3 separate regions of the Callithrix jacchus genome follow, and all the other regions are linked to region 1. The links are chromatin contacts, called in public Hi-C maps. All regions are on one chromosome and are shown on one strand. Each heading gives the region's core, a stretch centred on a gene start, on an enhancer-like site or on the middle of the called end of the contact. The rest is flanking DNA. Distances are from core to core; before and after follow the strand shown.

Region 1 (3,841 bases), core at 350-2,849:
CCTCTTGATAGGGGACTGAAGTGAGACAACAGGAAGAACTTCCCGATCACAGTGTGAACTACGCGAATAGGTGAAGGGGGCTGCAAACCATCTTCTCTAACTATTTTTTTTTTTTTTTGAGACAGAATCTTGCTCTGTTGCCCAGGCTGGAGTACAGTGGCATGATCTCGGCTCACTGTAACCTCCGCCTCCTGGGTTCAAGCGATTCTCTGCCTTAGCCTCCCAAGTAGCTGAGACTACAGACCACCACGCCCAGCTAATTTTTGTATTTTTGGTAGAGATGGGGTTTCACCAAGGTCTCGATCTGTTGACCTTGTGATCTGTCCACCTCGGCCTCTCAAAGTGCTGGGATTACAGGCATGAGCCACCGTGCCTGGTCTGTGTTCTCTAACTCTTAAGGACAGAGAGACATTGGTAGGACCCTTCGCTTCCTGAGTCTGTGCCTAATGTATGAGTTCCGCCTCAGCTCACTCACTCCATGCGGGCACACGGACTCACACCACAGTCAGACGTCAGCATCACACACATACTGTCGGGCAGGCACAAAGCCCACACTGGTGTCTGACACTGGATGCAGGGACAGTCTGGATCAAGGACAGACAGCCATATGCAGATGCTGACATCACACCCAGCGCACACATCCACAGTAGAGGCAAACGAATGCCCACTTTTGCCCAGTGGCTCTCTATCAGGATGTACCGTTAGAATTCTCTGGAAGTTTCTGTGGAGGTGCGTGGGGGGTTTGAGACAGGGTCTTGCTCTGTCGCTCAGGCTGCAGTGCAGTGGTGCAATCATAGCTCACCACAGCCTCGACCATTCAGGCTCAACCCATCCTCCCACCTCAGCCCTCCTAGTAGCTGAGACTGACTACAGGCACGCGCCACCACGCCCGGCTAATTTTTGTTTTTTTTTTTTTTGCAAAGACAGGGTTTTGCTATGTTGGCCAGGCTGGTCTCAAACTTCTGGGCTCAAGTGATCCACCCACCTTGGCCTCCCAAAATGTTGAGATTATAGGCATGAGCCACCGCGCCCAGCCTCCGAGGGAGCTTTAACAGAGATATCCACGCTCAGGTCCCACCGCCGGCGAGTCTCACTTAATTCTGAGCAAATGCCTGCAGTGGGGCTTGGACTATGGTAGTTTTCAAAGCTCCCAGGGATCCCAATGTGAAAACCAGGGCTGAGAATGCGCCTTGAAAGATACCCTGGTTTCCCACTCTGGCCTAGTGCCCGTTCAGTTCTGCCTGGTGACCACTAGAGGTCAGCAGGGCTTGGAGGACCAGGCCGCGGGTGGCCCTGCAGGGCCCGGCCGGGCGTTGCGCTCTGGCTGCAGCGGGATCATCAGCCTTCTCCCCTTCTGGCCTCCAGCGGACAGAGGTCAGGCGCTGACTTGGCCGCGGGCAGAGGGGACACCGCAAGGGGGCACAGGCGGCCTGCTGGCAGAATCAGGCCCGTGAGCCGCAGAAAGTCAATTTCACTTGGAAGATTTTTAAAAAGTATCCCAGAATAAAGCCTCACAATCCCGCCCCGGCGCAGCGGGAGCTTCTCTGCACCAGGATTCTCTGACCTGGTCACCGCCTGGCCCTGTGCGCGGGTGGGCGAGAGCTTTACGCGCACTCACAGCCGGTCTGACACTCCAGGGCCCCTATAAGTATAAAAGAACGATTTTGTCTTTTCCGTAGGAGGAGCCAGTGTTTGGATCCCAAGTGTTGTTTATTTTGACTCACTGCTGTTTTTGCTGGAGAAGGGTAAAACAGAAAGTTCCTTTACTTTGGCTAAGATGTGGCACACGTAACTGCCCTGAGCCCGAATTTCTGATGAGCAAATAGAAGCAGACCAGTGGTTCAATCTTCCTTCAACATCTTCAAGGAGAATAACACCGAGAGTACATAGGATGGGCTTCTCTACATTTCAGTTGAAGAGAAATGGAATGAAGGCTCATCTACCACTGAAGATACCTTACCTCAAAAATGAAAAATAAGACGGCCTCCCCTATCAGCTCCAGGTTCTTCCTTCCTAGTTCGGGATCCTGGATACCTCATGACCACATTACACATTTGCACTCTTAGTGCTGCTCATAACAGGGTGTGATGAGTCCTCTCTACAGAGTCCACCTTTCCTTCCAAATTGTGAGGCTGCTGGATGGCAGAATACGTTCTGGGCACACAGTAGGTGCACAACAAACATTTGTTAAAACTGTTTGTTGTCAATCTTGTCTTGAATCCAGCCCAGAGAGAAACTTTTCTAGACCCTTCTGTTAAGCTCCACACAGTTCCCCATGCTTATGTGTGTGTGTGTGTGTGTGTGTGTGTGTGTGTGTGTGTGTGTGTGTTTTGAGACAGTTTCACTCTTGTTGCCCAGGCTGGAGTGCAGTGGCACAATCTCAGTTCACTGCAACCTCCACCTCCCTGGCTCAAGCAATTCTCCTGCCACAGCCTCCTGAGTATCTGGGATTACAGGTGCCTGCCACCACAGCTGGCTAATTTTTTGTATTTTTGGTAGAGACAGGGTTTCACCATATTGGCCAAGCTGGTCTTGAACTCCTGGCCTCAAGTGATCTGCCCACCTTAATGTCCTAAAGTGCCAGGATTATAGGCATGAGCCACTGTGCCTGGGCACAGGTCCCATTCTTAACTTGCAAATGTTTGGGGGAAGTTTGTTAAACCCTACCTACCCTCCCAAGAGAAAGTGATTGGGTAGATTTAGGGGAGAGTTTCAGTACCTTGCATTTGTGACAACTGAGAGTGATGATTCTGAAATTGTCAAGGGGGAATGCATTCTCTCTCCACTGCCTTCATCTCCAGGCTGGGCTCTTTTTCCAGCCTTGACTTCAGCTCTGGTCCAGGGAGCCAGGATAAGGTGGGGTTTGACATTCCCAAGGAGGCTGCAGTCCTTTTGTCCTGCTAACAAGATGAGCTGTGAGTCGCTGTCATTGCCTCTGGCACCAAGGTTATCAGGGCAGCTATCCCTCTCCACCTGCTTTGATTCTCTCTCAACAGTTCTTCTGTCTTTTCTTCCAAGTCTTTTCTTTTTTTTTTTTGAGATGGAGTCTCGCTCTGTCGCCCAGGCTGGAGTGCAATTGCAAAATCTTGGCTCACTGCAACCTCCGCCTCCTGGGTTCAAGTGATTCTCCTGCCTCAGCCTCCCAAGTAGCCGGGACTACAGGTGCTCACCACCACACCCAGCTAATTTTTGTATTTATTTTTAGTAGTGACGGGGTTTCACTATGTTGGCCAAGATGGTCTCGATCTCTTGACCTTGTGATCTGCCTGCCTCGGCCTCCCAAAGTGCTGGGATTACAGGCATGAGCCACCACTCCCAGCCTCTTCTAAGCCTTAATTTATGCTACCCCTTTCCTTGGTTCTCCTTACCAATCCCAGCAGCTGATGCAAGGTGAACATTCTGGGTCCACACCCCACTATGGGATAATTGTGGAGTGGTTTGAAACTTGACTTGGGGACCGAACTTGCAGCCCTTGTGGATGTGGTTCCAGGTCTTACCCTGGCCCTTAATGGGGTGAAGAAATGAGGGGCAGCCAGTGGAAAGAGGGCTCTGAGGACCTAGGGTTTAACCTGTGTGTTACCCAGCATCCTGGGTCCTGCCTGGCTGCTGCCTGGATCTCCATCGAAACCCTCTCCAAAGAGTCACAGATTATGATGAGTTCTATAGCCCTTTCTCTTTTCTCACAAAGACACTGTCAAAAAGGCTGCTATGCAGTGAGCCATCTCCACGAGCCCATCTAGATTAGGGCAAAAGAAAAAAAAGCTGTAATTAAAATAGCTACATAATTGCACACTTACTACATTCCAGACATTAGACTAGGCACCTTTTATATACACTATAT
Region 2 (3,818 bases), core at 334-2,833, 150 kb after region 1:
GTGGATATTTAGCCACACATCAGGTGTCAGTCATTTGCCAGGTCACTGGTGGGACACTGGCTTTTGGGGATCTGAAAACCATCTGTCCTCAATCCCAGGTGACTCCCGTTTTTCTGTTGCTCAGCCCAGGATCCTATCTTTATGCGGGGCCTTGTATCATTAGTTCATTCACCTTCCCGTCCTGTAGTGAGGCTGGACTCAGGATTTTCCCTGCAGCCTTGTCACCCACAGCTACCTGTGAACTGCATCCTGGGCTGATCAATGGGCCTGGCTGTTTTCCTTTCAGCTAGTGTTTGCCCACCTGCTTTCCCTTTTCCGTCTGTCCTGAATCTGTGTACCTTCCAGAAACTCTGGTTCTGGATCAGCTTTCTGTTTTGTTGATAAAGGAGAAAGAGCGAGAGTGAGAGAGAGAGAGGAGAGAGAGAGAGAGAGAGCCCTCAAGCTCCTCTCCAGGAGTACACATCTCCTTGAGGGAAAAGAACACGCAGTGCCGGCCTTTGGAATTGGCAGCCAGTGTACTGTTCTCCGTCTGATAAGAGGTACTGTAAATAAAACTGTACACCGTGGCCTGTTGTAAAATGCCCCGAGTCTGTACTCATTGTTCTGACAGCTTATGCTTTTTTTGGGTCTGCTGTTTTGGTACACTCTGTACTTCCTTATGTAAGCAGGCGTGCAGATCTCATCAGAACATTCAAGATGTTTATTTTAAAATCTCAAGGAATTTTGAAAAAAAAAAATAAAAAGGACACACCACTCAACATTAGTTGCTGGCAAACATTAGGTGTTTTTTCAGTGTTTCCTTTTTTTTCCCTTCTTATTATTAGCATGGGGTGGGAGAAGTTTTGGAAAGGGAGGGATTTGGATTTGTTTTCTTCACTCACTGGCTTCTGCCTTGTTTCCTTCAGAGAGACACCATGCGTATCTGATTGCAGTATCTTCTGCTTCCTTCCTGGATGCCTGGGACCCCCTGAGCCCCATTTCTTGTTAGGGCAGGGAGGGAGGCTCTTTGTCAAAGGAGAGAGGGCAGCTGTGGGGAACTTGCATGAACTACTGGATTGCAGCTTCATTGTTGTTGAGATCTTGGGCATTTAGAGAAAGCTTTATGTTTTTGGAAGTGCCCTGCTGGCTGTTCCCTCCTCTGATTCCTGTGAGTTGGGGTGATCCTTGGCACAGAGGGAGAGAGGCTCCCACACACGCAGGCCTGAGTCCTGCCTCTGGTATGTGCATTCTCTCTTTCCATCAAACTTTAACCAGCTTTGAACCTTCCTCCTTCCTTTATCCCCAGCCTTCTGGAAGTGTCAAGAAGTCAGGGAAAAAGGGGAGAAGAGTAGAGGTCTGGAGAACCCGAAACAGTCAGAGAGCTCCCTGCTCCCTGCAGGGCGATGCTTAGAACATCCTGAAGCTCTCATCTGCAGGGACCCTGGGAGACTGGCAGGGGCAAGAATATCTGACTGTCTGTTTCACAACTCCTACCTGGAATGTCAGATAAACTCAGGGCCTCGGGTAGGGAGTAGTGGCTCAGCAGATCATTGCCTGGGGACAGGGGGGCAGGAGGCTCACTGAGGGAGGGCTTGTTTGTTGGCTGCCACAGTGAACACTGGGCTGGGTTGGGAGCAGACATGCTGATGAGAGGGAGGTCTTGCACCAGAAGCAGCAGACAGCCCCACTTCCTAACTTTTCCTTCCTTTTCCTCTCAACTCCGTGAGACCTAGCCAGAGACCACGTCCTTGGGTTTTTTAAAAAGGGGTAGTAGAGAACTGAGTGTGTAGAATAAGGACTCTGCCACCCCCTAGGGGACAGACAGCTTGGCAGTGCCCTGAGTGGCCACTTTACCCTTCTCAGGTTAGTTCTGCAACCAGGAACTTGCCTGGGGCCTTCTTTGTTTACCAAGCATTTAGTAAGCACAGACTGTATGCCGGGCATGGTGCAGGGTATCAGGATATGGTAAAGCCCAAGACAGTTGGGAACCTGCTCTCACAGAGCTTACAGTCCATTGGGAAGATGGAAGAGAGCCCCAAATACAGGACAGTTGAATGGGGCTCCAGGGCCTTGTCCAGGGAAGATTTCAGAGCCAGGTTGGTGAATAGTTGCTGATACCGACATACTGGTTCTCTGGCAGATTTTTCTGCTACCCTCAACAAAACAATCACTCATCTTTAAATTAGAGGAACAAGGTGGGGTGTGCGTGTGTGTGTGTTCACATGTGCAGGTGTGGTGCCATATGTCTTTATGAATGTGAGACTCACTTTACACAAGATAAATGGCCCCCAAATAACTGTATGTCCAATTCCAGTAAAATCAATCATACTTTAATTGCAAGAAGGGAGCTCTTTCTTTAAAGGAAAGGTGACTGGAGATAATGGTTGCTGCGACTCACTGGTTCTGCATATCTACCCACCCGCTGTGGGGTGGAGCACTTTCCCCACCATGTCATAACTCCGAGGGACCACCTCTCACTGCTCCCATTTTACAGCCGAGGCAACAGGCTCCCTGAGATTGGCAGCTTGCTGACGATTTGACCGCCAATCTGTCTGATCCTTGGTACAAAACCCACCAAGGACCTCTGCTGTCCACAGTGTTTGGTGATTGACAAGGAGTTTTGTATTCATTCATGTCTGTTAGCCCATTTGCTCCTCACAGCAGCCTCAGGGGGGCAGGCAGACAGGCTCATTCCCATTTTCCAGACTGGGAAATCAGTCCATCAAGGTGTGATGACTCGTATGATGCCCACAGCAGTGAGTGGCCAAGTTAGGCGTGGGACCTGGTGCCTGCGACTTAGATCCTGCTGTTCTCCTCGGTTCACTTGGATCTGTGATTGCTGTGGATAGGGCAAGGGTCTAGCCCCCTTTATCTTCTGCTATTCTCCCTCTGCTATTTAATTTCTTTCTGCAATCTATTCCTTAACTTCCCCACCCCCACATCTCCCACCTCAACCTCAGTCCATCCTCAGCCAGCCTCCTTGGCTTGTCTTCCCTTGCCTGGTGTGGGTGTTCCCACGTGGTGGCCTTGTTCTCACCTATCCACAGCGCATCGGCGAGGTCCTCCCTGACTACCTTTTGTAAAAGAACAGCCCTGGCACTCTCCGTCTGTCTTTTCTTAATGCCTTTTTTGTTTGTTTGTTTTTGTTGTTGTTTGTTTTGAGGCAGAGCTTCACTCCTGTTCCCCAGGCTGGAGTGCAATGGCGTGATCTCAGCTCATGGCAATCTCCGCCTTCCCGGCTCAAGCCGTTCTCCTGTGTCAGCCTCCTGAGTAGCTGGGATTTAAAATTCAGTTACCACGCCTGGCTAATTTTTGTATTTTTTAGTAGAGATGGGGTTTCACCCTGTTGGCCAGGCTGGTCTTGAACTCCTGAGCTGAAGTGATCTACCCATCCCAGCCTCCCAAAGTGTCTGGCCCTCTTCCCTTAATTTATTTCTCTTTTTATCACTTACCACCAGCTGGCCTGTTCTCTATTTACTTGCTTTTTAAAAATCTGCCCTCCCCTCTTGAATGTAAGCTCCCCGAGGGAAGGGATTTCGTCTCTTTTGTTTATTTACGGTAATCCACCTCTTGGCATATAGTTCCCGGACATTCAAAACCAGCCCCTGTGTGTAGGAAGGATATGGCAAGTCATGGCCATCCCAGAGCTGTGTCCCTGCAGTTCTCCCCCCTCCAGGTTGAGCCCCAGGAAATTTTGTGGGTGTAAATGCTGCTGCTAGGTCCATGTGCACCTGCTGTGTTCAGCTGGCATGACCTCCTTCCCTCCCCCTTCACCCCCTCCCACTGATGCTTTATAAATGTATTAGTGGCTGCATGATGTCACTGTAATGCATTTTGGG
Region 3 (3,515 bases), core at 106-2,605, 230 kb after region 1:
CATCGCCCTACTTGTCTTTAGCTGTAAAACCAAAGCCACTCAATCCTAGACATGATGCTTCAGCACCACTGCCTGAGGCTGTCCAAAATAACCCCTCTCCTCATCAAGACCTAGGGGACGTAGCCATGATTGCCGTGTTGGGTCTCTCTGATGTGGAAAGCCCATGCCAAGTGCCAGGCCTGGCCTCCAGCATCATTCCTGTGCCACCACCACCTGCCTGGGGAGCCAAGCATGGCCTGGCCTGCCAGGGGTGGCACTGGGTGGGTTACATTTCAGCCCTTTCTCCGGAGCCCAAGGCCAGGGTCTGTCTGACCCCGGGGTTGCTGTGCAGAGAACCACCTGGAGTACCATTATTCCCAGACAAGACATCTTCCCAGGAAGAGGAACAGGAGCAGCCCGGGGGCCTCCAGCCCCTAGAGGTTGCTTCTCTGCCTTTGCTTTCTCCTCTCCCTCTTTGCCATCTGCTCTGCTCTTTCCTCATCCCTCCTGCCCCTCATCTTTTTCCTCTCCCCCAGTCTTCTTTCTCTCCTTTCCACTCCTCCCCTCTCTGCCTCCTTTCTTGTCTTTTCTCCTTCCTTTTTGCTTTTGTTTCTCTGTCCCACCTGATTGTGTCTCTCCACATATTTCTCATCTGGGAAACTAGTCCTCGACTAAAATTCTATGTTTTGGTTTTGATTTTGAGTGGCTATCTCCATTCCCCCAAGCCATCCTGACCCCATCTTTTCTTGGGCCCCTGCCTATTTCCCCACCCCCACACTCTGCCCAACCCCTGAACACACCACACACACACACACACACACGCACACACACACACGCGCGCGCACACACACACACACGCCTCCCCGCCCCTCCCCCAGCTCTCTTCTCCTCCCCCAGGCCTCAGCTTTCTCTTGACAGATGGGAGGGCAGTGAGCACTCCCTCTTTAAAACAACATTTAATCGCCGTTTTCTGTTCTTGGACATCAAAGCTGGGGCTTAGGCGCTGTGCTGGGGTCGCGGCAGTGCGGGCGCTGGGGGAGAGGAGGTGAGTGAATAGGGGCTGGGCTGAATGGGCTTTGTGTGACCGCCAGCTCTGCCAGCTTTACATGCTCTTTGACCCAGATATGATCTCATGGAGAGAAAGGGGCCCTGGCCAAGCCAGCCTGAGAATGCTCCCTCCGTGGTCTGACTCAACCCCTCTCCTCCCTGCCCGGGGCAGGCGGCCCTGAGGCCACCCCCCTGCCAACCCCTTCCTTCACCCAGAGGGTGCCGCTGCCACCCTCTGCCCCAGCCCTGGCAATTGTGGGCAGCCTCAACCAGAACGGACTTGCCAGGAGGGCACACTGCTGGGGTCAGAAGAGGGGACAGGCACTGAGGCCGGGTGCAGGGTGTTCTCCAGTGACCTTAATTGCGAGCTCCCCGATGCCCCGTAGTCTTGGCTGGGTTCAAGGAGGTGCTTGGGTCATGTCAGCCTTAGCAGCTCTCCCTCCTCCCAGTGGCTCTGAGGAACTCCCCTCCTGCCCAAGGTGGAGAGCTGAGGCCTGGAGCCAGCAGAGGCTTCTGAAGACTTGAGTAAGTTGCAGCCTGTGAGAAGAGGGATAAGGCCAGTCAAGTCCACGGCTGCATGGCCAGGCCTTCCCACTTGGGAGCCCCCCACTCTCCTGGCACCAGGAAGGGAGGAGACTGGGGATTGGAAGATGACTGACCTCCATGCTCTGCTTCTGCCCAGGCCTCTCTCTGTTCTGTCCTCTGCTTGCTTGCTGCCCGGAGCGAATTTCCAAAAATGCAAATAACATCATGTCACTCCCTGGATGAGAGTCCCTGGTGACTCCTCCGTACTCTGAAGATGGAATTCAAACTCCCTATCAAAGTTCCAAGACACCCTAAGTGACAGAGCCCCTGCTCTGCACGCCGACTTCATCCCAAGATCACTCTTGAGCCCCTGGGCCAACCCCTACTCTATTCCAGCCAATGCGACCACGGATGATCCGGGCCACACTGAGATCCAGTCCCCTGTGGGCCTGTGCATGTGCTGTGTCCTCTTCTGGGAGCCACACAAACACGCACACCCCTTCAGTCTGGATCTTTCAACTTCTCGTTATTCACTCTTCAGCTCAAACCTTCTCACTCTCAGGAAACCTTCCCCGGACCCCTGAGCTGAATTAGCTGTAGAGTCTCCATAGTACTCACCTGTTTCCTGAACTTTCACCATGACCAGACTGTCAGTCCTTGAGATCAGGAATTGGGTGTTGTCTGTGTTCCCAGAGCCTCATGCTGCCTGGCACATGGTGGGCACCCAGTAAATCTTTGTCGTATACATGGATGAAAGAAAGAGAGGGAGAAGGATGGAAACAGAGAGGTAATTAGCACTCCAGGGCACATGCTGCAGTTGTCAGGGGCAAGTGAAGCAGGGAAGCCGGAACATCACATGCCCACTTGGGCACCTCCCCAGGACACATGTACACACACGGCAGAGGCCCAGTGAGGGATCCTGCATCCCCACACCTGTGCCCATGTCAATTCATAGACCACCTACCTGACCTGTGTCTACCACGTGTCAGAGGGAGGAGCAGGAGACAACAGGGCAGTGGCATTTCATAGTTGGGAGCTGCCTGGGTGTTGCTGGGTGGGGTGGGGGGCAGAAGTGGGGGTAAGGGGTGCACATGTGACATCTGGTCCTTGGGTGCATCCCCCAGCTCTCTGTGTGGTTTCAGGCCCAGCCCCACCGCCATCCCCACTTCCACTCGTGGGCTGGCAGGAGGGCAGGCCCCTCTCCGGGCTGCGTTTTCTGCTCCCCAGGGGGTGCCTCAGTGAAAGTGAACTCGCTCATTTAAACCTGATTCTGCAGCCCTGCAGCCCCCTGCGGCGCTAATTACCCTGTAGTTCTAAACTGATTGCTGTACACTAAGCTTAAGCCCTCCTTTATTTATTTACTGACTACATTAATAGCAAAGCCAGGCTGCATTCAGCCGCTCCCAACTGTACGCCGGCTGGCTGCACCCGTTCCCCTGTCTTCTCAGGGAGGAGGGGTGCAGAGATACAGCCTGGCACAGGGCCCCTTTACTTGCACACCATGAGAATCATTGCCTTCATCCATACCTACTGCAGGACCCAATGGGGTTCCTCTTGTTCTGAGTCTGTGATAGAGTGGGAACGCACGACACACAACAGCTCACCAACCACAGGGGTCTGCTATTCCCAGCACACTCAGGATGCTGCCATTCAGCCTCCACTTGTGGGATGAGGTGCTGAGCGCTGGCCTCATGTTACAGATGGATAAACTGAGGCTTTGATGCCACAGCAGGTAGGTGGTGTATCAGTCATGCAGCGCACTGAGGAGCTGGCCTCTCCACTTGCCCCACCCAGCCAGGTTTCACAATTTCCGTTGTGGTTCCCACAACTTCCACCCCTTGCTGTGAGAAAGGAGCCCTTCCCTACGTGGAATTGAAACTGCTTGCTCTCGACTTTTCTGCTCCATTCACCTGCCTGGCCAGAATTTGCTGGCAACTTTGGGACAAAAGCCTTTCCTTCATTCT

The links. A called contact is a pair of places that touch in the nucleus more often than the background predicts.
Region 2: a contact with region 1 is called in a Hi-C map of skeletal muscle, with 4 times the contacts expected there. The contact joins two enhancer-like sites. A contact is called at or near these places in 2 of 3 Hi-C or Micro-C datasets (induced pluripotent stem cells and skeletal muscle).
Region 3: a Hi-C map of skeletal muscle shows a contact between it and region 1, with 7 times the contacts expected there. The contact joins two enhancer-like sites. A contact is called at or near these places in 2 of 3 Hi-C or Micro-C datasets (both in skeletal muscle).

The regions. Positions count from the first base shown.
Region 1 is chr10:13,711,647-13,715,487 of calJac240_pri, forward strand. No RefSeq gene overlaps it. Among named protein-coding and RNA genes, the nearest start is that of ZBTB16, 24 kb to the right of the region's middle. Within about 2 kb of position 1,600, at least 5 of the 16 cell types and tissues checked have an H3K27ac peak or open chromatin away from gene starts, as enhancers often do. A contact at or near this core is called in skeletal muscle, where this site is marked.
Region 2 is chr10:13,857,933-13,861,750 of calJac240_pri, forward strand. The region is part of intron 3 of ZBTB16 (zinc finger and BTB domain containing 16); the gene reads left to right. Among named protein-coding and RNA genes, the nearest start is that of ZBTB16, 120 kb to the left of the region's middle. Within about 2 kb of position 1,584, at least 11 of the 16 cell types and tissues checked have an H3K27ac peak or open chromatin away from gene starts, as enhancers often do. A contact at or near this core is called in skeletal muscle, where this site is marked.
Region 3 is chr10:13,939,341-13,942,855 of calJac240_pri, forward strand. No RefSeq gene overlaps it. Among named protein-coding and RNA genes, the nearest start is that of NNMT, 41 kb to the right of the region's middle. Within about 2 kb of position 1,356, at least 7 of the 16 cell types and tissues checked have an H3K27ac peak or open chromatin away from gene starts, as enhancers often do. A contact at or near this core is called in skeletal muscle, where this site is marked.